2 separate regions of the Rattus norvegicus genome follow, and region 2 is linked to region 1. The links are chromatin contacts, called in public Hi-C maps. All regions are on one chromosome and are shown on one strand. Each heading gives the region's core, a stretch centred on a gene start, on an enhancer-like site or on the middle of the called end of the contact. The rest is flanking DNA. Distances are from core to core; before and after follow the strand shown.

Region 1 (4,127 bases), core at 823-3,322:
ATGGGGTGACCGATGAGTGTCATTAGGACGGATCACAAGACTGTGGGCACACACATAAGAAAATGTAATTCCTTCAGCAACTATTAACTGGCCATAGAATGAGAAGACCCTCAGGGAGGGCGAGGTCCTCATGAGAGAAGAGGAACAAACAGAAACACAGATCACTTCAGTCCATTCATTCTACCTACAAATTTACAGGGGAAACTGTTTCCTTAAAATCCCCTTTACTCTCCAACAAAGCTCTAGACATGCGGTAGGGCAACTTAGAGTCGTGGTCGGTGACAGATGGAAACTGAGATTTTTAGAAGAGGCACATGCCCGCTTTAAAAAGTAAAATAGACAATAGGAACGTGGGAGGGAAACTTTTAAAAAGTGTGTTTGAATTAGCTTTTATACCCAGAAGTGGTGAAAAGAAAAAGAGCATCGGAAAACAGGTAATAGAAAGTAGATCCTTTGGCATTGATGGTTCTTCCAAAGTCCCCGAGTTCAAGGACAGCCATCTGCAACTCCAGTTCCAGAAGATCTGATGCCCTCTTTTGGCTCCCGTAGGCAATAGGCATGCAAGCGGTACACAGATATAAAGGCAGGCAAAACACTCATATACATATAATTAAAAAATAAAGTCCTTCAAAGGAATTCTCCTTCATCACTAGATACTCCACAGCCCAGGGACCTATCAGCCAGCTTCTTTCTTTCCTTCCTTCTCCCTCCCCCTTGTTCTCTTTCCTCTTCCCTTTTCCTACCTCTCTTCCTTCTTTCCTTCCTTTTCTCTTTTCTTGCCTCCCCCTTGTCCCCTCCCCTCTTTCCTTTCTCTTGTCTCTGCAGGTAGCTGTAGTTATGCTGAGGAGGGTGGAGAGATCTGCCTTTGCTGGTGGAGGTGGAGACAGGCCATCCTGCTACCGACTTTAATTTTGCCCTTGGTACCTCTGTAGGGTTGCAGGCTACTCCAGAGAAGGTCTCACATTCTGTTGACTTTCTCTTTCTCTAAAGAGGTATTCGTTCTTCTGAGTATCCATCTCAGAAACACTGTACTCTGTTCTCTGACACATCAGAGCACCCTCCTCGTGTTGTAATAAAAGGAGAAGTCTGGGCAATGATCTCACCAAAACGTGATACTCAGGGATCAGAGCCCCTCTGCCCCCTCCCTCCCCGAAGACCGTGGTGCTGTGGGTGTGTGTAGGAGGAAAGAGGTTGAGACCTTACTTAGGAATTAAAATAGCCCAATGGGTCTCTAGTGAAATTCTTCATGCATACATACTGACATGTGGACATATGTGATTGTGTACAAGGTTAGAAAAACCAGTATCTGTTTGCTTGTCAGGGATAAGAAACGGGCCATGTCTGTCCCTTAGATGGTTTAAGGGAAATTATCAACAGATACATCAGAAAACAGACATTTGAAAAATGTATTTGGGATCCTTTTGCAGTGGTTTGGGGATAGCTCTTCTGAGGAAAGTCCACTGGACAGGGCAATTTTCTGGCCTGAAACCCTGAGTGTTTTGTTTCTGTTGCTATTTCTTCTCATCCCTCAAGGCCACACCCTTTTCTTACCTGCCCTCTTTCACCTGGGTTCTGCCCCCCTGACTCCCTTTCTCTTCTCTTACTTTCCTTAAAATCCCGGGAACTGGGGTCAGTGTTCATCCCCGAATCTCTCCAACACTGCAAGCTCGCAGACTAGGAGCTGGGGCTCATTTGGCAGAAGGGCTGCTCCGCTCTCCTCTTATGCTGCTTCCCCTTCCTCTTTTCCCAGATAGATATGTAAACACATGCATTTTCCTGTTCAAACGGGGCGAATTGGTGTTCAGCCTGTGCCTTGACTTAGCGATTGGGCTGAGTCTTGCTCCTCCCTTCCCTACTCGGATAGGAGCCACAAGGATCTGGAGCTCAGGCTTCTAAATTGCAGCTGGCCTCGGGCCAGGTGACCTTTGCTTTGTAAGTTTCTTTCTGGGAGGGGGAGTGAGTGGAGTGGGGAGAGCTGGGATCTGTTGCTTGTTGGGGGGGGGTTAAGGAAAGGAAGGGGCTGGAAGAGAGTAAAGGGCTGTTGTTAAACAGTTTCTTACCGTAAGAGGGAGTTTAGTCCTAGATCTTTCCAGTTAATCACACAACAAACTTAGCTCATCGCAATAAAAGCAGCTCAGAACCGACCGGCTTGCAACAGGATTCTTTCAGCCCGGCATCTCCTGCAGAGGGATCAGCCTGCTCGAACTGCAAGCATGATGTGGGGGACCAAACTTCTGCCGGTCCTGTTGCTGCAGCATGTCCTGCTGCACCTCCTCCTGCTTCCTGTCACCATCCCCTATGCAGGTAAGTTTACTTCTGCTTCATGGAGATTGTGGTTGCTTTAAGTCTCCTTCTGACCTTGCGCTTTCCTTCCAAGAAGCTCTCTACCCTATTTCCAGCATCTTTTCTTAATTCCAAGGGTGGTGTGGGGCTTCCAAACCTCTCATTTTGATTTCTTTGGACATTCCTTTTCTGTTTGAGAAACATTTAAAAACAATTAACATCTCTCAATGATACCCCCATCCCCCCACCAGGCCCCACCTCATTTAGCCAAGCAATCCAAAATTATGGGATAGGAATGAAGTGCTAACACTGGCTGGAACTTTGCTGGTTTGGCCAAGTTTTAAAAACGAAGACAGATTCTGAATTGAAGAGAGGAGAGTGATGGTCAATTTAACCAGGGACTCATTTCCCAAAGGAGAATTTCCGATAAGGGTCCATCCACTCACCCCTCGGGTCCAAATTTTGACATTATGCAGGTCTTCACTTGGAGAAGGTGGATTAAGTTCTGAGTACAATGAATGTTATAAAAATGAAACAGAAAGCTTTCCTCTCCAAGCTCCCCTTCTGGGGATGGGGGTGGGGGTGTAGGCATGATCGCTCCTGATGCTGCAGTGCAGGGAGGAACACTAATGTGACTTGGATTGATGCAGTGGAATTGTCCCTGTCTTACTCTGATTTGCAGAATGAGGAGGAGACTCTGGGACCTGTTCAGATTTCCTGGGCATTTAGGGATCTCATCTGCTGGTATAGGAAGTTATCTCTTATTATCAAGAGCAGAGGAAGCATCTGCATTTGGTTGTGTTATTATTGTAGTGGCTTGCCTGGGTTGCCAGCCGGAGAAGGCAGTGAACTTTAGGGTAGGCACAGGGAAATAAAGGCTGTAAGAAATGCACAGCCAACAACAGATAGGTGACCTTTTAAAACTGAGAAAACAAAGAAACAGCCTCATAATTTGAGATAAGTGCACTATGACATTCATCACACCTCTAATCTAGTATCCAATGCAATACAAGACGAAGCTAGTGCTAATAAAAAAATATTGAACCCACCTGTTTTTTCTGCACTGGGGAGAGATTCCTTGTGGGAAAAAAAGATACTTTGGAAAGGGGCCTTTGAAACTGTGTAGGCAAAGTTTCTTGATCAAGAGGGAAAGAACTTAAAGATGTGTCACATTAAGGTTGATCTTTAGAACGTTGCTTATTTATGGGTGTTAACCTAAGTTTTAACCTTGGTCCAGTTTACCAGTTTCCCTTTTCGACGATTAAAATGCTATTCCCTGGAAGTATGATTACCTGAGCTGAGCTGAGCTAATGCAAGATTTCAGTTTGGAAAACCCAAACAGTAGATCGACCATAGACAATGTCTATTTGTTTCTGGCGTGCATCACACAGTTTTGGCAGGAGACATACATTTGTAATTATACTTCACTTTGGCTAATGTTGAAATGACTGTGTTTCCTGAGTGTAGAGAGAGTGGCCTGAGAGTATGTTGGCAGGCCAGGGGAGGCCCATTGGGAATTACAGATATATGTTATGAATAATTTCTGAAATGGATAATGCTAAAATTGTCATCAAAAGAGGCGCCACATTTGCTGTGTTTGCAACCTTGTTTTAACAGTTTCCATGTTTTAAATAACTTCCATAAAGGAGGCAGTTAGCTTTCTTAGAATATGTAATGAGAGTTTTTTGTTTGATTTTTTTTGTTTAATATTGGACAGTTAGTTTGTTGTTATTTGCATGGCTATTCTTCATATAGTTAAAAAAAGCTCTATTATGCTGATAGGCAGTCATGAATAGAAGGTCTTATGTAAACACATTATTAAGTTTTTGAGAAATATTTGATGT
Region 2 (4,127 bases), core at 523-3,022, 99 kb before region 1:
GCCTTTGCACATGCACTTTCTCTGTCTTACATCACGTTAGTCTCTCATCTTTGTTTGCAGGTTAGATCTCAGTTTGCATCCCACATACCACACAAGGAGTATAAAAGACCCCATTTCTTTTGGTGTTTTTGTTTCATGGCTTTCATCAGAGTTCTACTCTATGTATTTCTGTCTTGTTTGACCAACGCCTGCTTTCTTTCAGAAGACTGAGCCCCACAGTAGACTGCTGCTTGCTAATAGCATCCATATACACCAGAGTATGCCCCATTCACATACTCTGAACCCAATGCATTTCATCAATGATTTAATAAGTATATGATACTCAGAATATGTTTTTTTTATTTCTTACAATTTGGTAGTCCCCACGTCCCCAACCGGTCACAAAGATAACCACTCTTATCATCTGCTTGCCATTTCGAGAAGCTACTCACAAGATTAAAGCACAATGATTCTTGACCTTAGGGGCTGTTAAAATTATCTGGGGAGCTTTTAATAAATGCCTATACTCAGGTTCACCACAAACCCATTAAATCAGCATTTCTGGAGGTGGGACTCCAGCAACAGTTTTTTAAAAAGCTCCCTAGGTGATTCTAATGTGTATCCAGGATTGTGAAACACGCTTTCCTGGACGAAATCAGAATACCTGTCTCTCCACAAGCCATACGAACCAGGACTCTTGGCCTATTACATTTCTAATTTTAATTATATGCCTGTTTTATTACTTTATTGTCTGTGTATTTATTTATGTCTCATAGCAGTTACTTAAAGCCATGTATTGGTAATTCTGATCTTCATTATGATACATAATGCCCATAGAAACAGAGGTTTCTGTTAGGAGCCCTGAAAGGTAAACTATGTAGCCACCAGATACAGCTGAGATTCTGATTGAAAATCCTTCCTCACTTGCTTAATGTAATGGGTTTGACAAACCTGACTGGAGAATTGTCTTTGTGTGCCCTGTGAACATGCAGTCTTTTCCTCCAAGGGTACAAATGTACAAGTGTCAGCTCTGTGTGCAAAAGCATCACGGCACCTCTCTTGTGTGACAGACATAACTACCACATCTATTTCTATTGTCATCTGACAACTGAAGGGTACCTTGTTAATTCTAGTTCGTCTAGAGAGGAGCAGCTATCAGTGTTGTTGCAAAAGCAGAAGCTATGGACACTTGTGGTGTGGAGTCAGTGTTAGAAAGACTGAAAACGAGCCTGGTGAAATCAGGAAGCTTTTCTCTCGTGTGCAGTTGCTGCAGGGGGGACTGAGTCATTGCCCCAGTATTGTCTGTCCTAGTTGCAGTGAACAGGAAGTGAAAGTTCAGCGTTGCTTACTGTCAATTACTATCCACATAAACAGACAGAGGAAGATCAAATCATGTTGCTTGGCCCTGTTGCCCTTGGATGTTTTGATAAACATATTAGCTAGTTACTTAGTATAAATTTAAACTGAACATACCCCAGGGCCAAGTTTTATGATTTTCCTTTTGAAATTTCTCTTCTGTGAGCACTCTGTGTTCCCACACATTTTCGTTTTGAACTCACCAACCTCCAAACCCAGAGCCTTTTGCCTCCCTTTCGAGCTCATGGGAGGGACAGTCTCATCATCCAGGCCCCTCATAAAGGTACACTTGGTGCCAGGGAGAAATCCCCCTGGGTCACTAATGGATATTCACACATCTGAGAATGCTGTTAAGGAGCTTCTGAAGTGGAATGCGATTCCAGCTGTAGCAATTACATACTGCTCATATTTCCTAGCCGGGACTCCGGGGAGTTCAACAACTGCCTATTAGCAAGCCGAGGACGGAAGGAAGCGCTGTAAATCTCACAAGCAGTGATAAAGCTGATGCTTCTGGACGAAAGTCGGAAAGAGCGAGCTGCAATTATAAAACAGAACCACGAACTTTGGCCTCTGCAAAGAACAACACCCACAGAGCATTAATGAAGACCATGAGAGGGTAAACCAAACTCCAAACATTCCTTCTATCTCCGTTCAGTTATCTTGTTGCAAGCAGAATAAAGGACGAGAGTAAACATCCAGAGTCCAAATTAGTCTAAAAGACCCATATAAACCTCAAACAAATACCCTCTCTTCCGGAACCTTCATAAACATTTGGCTTACATGGAATCAATCTGGTCACTCAAGACAAACGGTGACAAGCTGGTTGCCTTGCTGTAGGTACCATTAAGAAAAGACTAAGTCTCTGTAAAACTTCTTAGTTAAAAAGGAGTTAAATTTAATTTTTTAAACAGCATAAGCCTTATATAGAGTTTATTAAATACCTTAGATTTTTATTAGTACAATGTGTTTCATAATGACACTGTGGCCTCTTGAAGGTAAGAAAACAGATGTTTAAGAAGTTTAAGAAATTCGAGGATGATGCAAATATGTAAAAGGAAGAATAAAGGCTACAACTAAATTCTGTTTGACCTTAAAGGATACTTTATCTTTTGTGACATTTCCTGCTGTGACTCTAACTTGACTCTATTTGTGGCAAATAAAATGGGGATAGGCCTTAAAAGACAAAAAAAAAAAAAAAAAATGGTGTCCATACAAATCACATATGCTTGAACTGGGCATGTTTAGTTTTAACATGACAATATGGCAAGACAATAACTCATATCTTCTCATTTTTAATAAATAAGAAAATAAGCTGGGTGTGGTGACTTTAGTCCTAGCACTTGGGAAGCAGAGGCAGGCGGATTTCTGAGTTTGAGGCCAGCCTGGTCTACAGAGCGAGTTCCAGGACAGCCAGGGCTCTGCAGGAAACCCTGTTTCAACAAAACAAATCAAATAAAAAACAAACAACAATAACAACAACAAAATAATTAATTAATTTATTTATTTGGAAGAATTTGTTATTTACTTGTCTTTGGAGATGGTGTTTAGATGCGATTGTAGCATCGGCTGGACTTATGCAGACCAGGCTGCCCTGAATTCATCATCTTCCTGCCCTACCCTCTTATATGTTCATTTGTTATTATTCTTGTATTTGAGCTCTTATACATTTTAAGGTGGGAATGGTGGTATGTACTTGTAATGTCAACATTTAGGAGACCGAGGCGGAAGGATCACAAGGACACTGTGAGACTCATAGTGAACTCCTAGCCAGCTTGGGCTGCAATAAGAATCAGAAGAATGATGATTTCTCTTACACAATTTACATTTTGCATGTCTTTATGTGTTTTTAATCTTTTCAAAAAATGCAATAGTTTCTGAGACATAGGTCTATTCATTAAAAAATGCACAGGCCTATTACGAAATATTAACTTACGTAAGGCAAGGCGACCGAACAACACCATCCCTTTGATTAACCTAAAGAAGTCGGTTGGTGTGGCTAGTATTTTGCAGATTAGTGATGTCACACACTGGCCAACAGGAAGTCTGTTGAAAAGATAACTCTATTCTTTGTTTTCAATGAAACATTATCAAATTAGATAGGGTCATCTTGTGCCTTGCTACTGGAAAATCACAAGCAATTTTGAAATGGGAAAGACCGTATGAAATTCAGCTTGTGACCCATTTCCTCTGAGCTATATAACTTAACTGATTGGGTCCCGAGAAGGTTCACACCTTGCCATTTAAGGCATTGGCACAGAGTCGAAATCCTAAATGGTAAAGCTTGAAGTTAAATGCATAACAGGCAAAGGGAAGAGCAGACTTTCTGTGAGGTGAAAATACCACACCCAGAAAAACAATTAGTCTGTTTGAAGCCCTTTGGTAATATTGTTGATTTTTGACCCATATCTTCTTCATTTAGCTTTAGATAAAAATCATGCAAGCTTCCTTTCGTGAAATTCTTGCTTTACAGCCAACAAGTCTTTGACACAATTCTTGAAAAATCAAGTCAGTCATATCCTGTAATTGCAAGTCTTATTGACTAGGTTATTGAAGAGGACTAATGAATGATATATGGAAACAGATTTTGTATAAGCGAGATATATTTTGGAAGTAGAAAAAAAATTATCTGATACTGGTTTTTATATTTTATTTTTTGAAAAATAACTTTTTAATGATTAAGCTTAACACCTAAAGTGCTAACAATTCTTCAGGTATATGGGATCATACCACAAAATTCTAGGTAGTATAACTTCGAATTAAAATGCATTGTGTAAATGTAGGATTTTGAACTT

Evidence for each region. Hi-C and Micro-C count contacts between places; a contact is called where the count stands out from the background.
Region 2: a Hi-C map of liver shows a contact between it and region 1, with 4 times the contacts expected there. The contact joins the enhancer-like site here to the promoter of Hgf in region 1. A contact is called at or near these places in 2 of 12 Hi-C or Micro-C datasets (kidney and liver).

Annotation. Positions count from the first base shown.
Region 1 is chr4:19,698,412-19,702,538 of GRCr8, reverse strand. It overlaps Hgf (hepatocyte growth factor), which reads left to right and starts at 2,072. Exons shown (of 18, transcript NM_017017.2): 1 at 2,072-2,304. The coding sequence starts at 2,214. It overlaps LOC103692033 (a long non-coding RNA gene), which reads right to left and starts at 2,873. Exons shown (of 4, transcript XR_005503418.2): 1 at 2,730-2,873; 2 at 925-2,472.
Region 2 is chr4:19,797,151-19,801,277 of GRCr8, reverse strand. No RefSeq gene overlaps it. Among named protein-coding and RNA genes, the nearest start is that of Hgf, 99 kb to the right of the region's middle. Within about 2 kb of position 1,772, at least 9 of the 93 cell types and tissues checked have an H3K27ac peak or open chromatin away from gene starts, as enhancers often do. A contact at or near this core is called in liver, where this site is marked.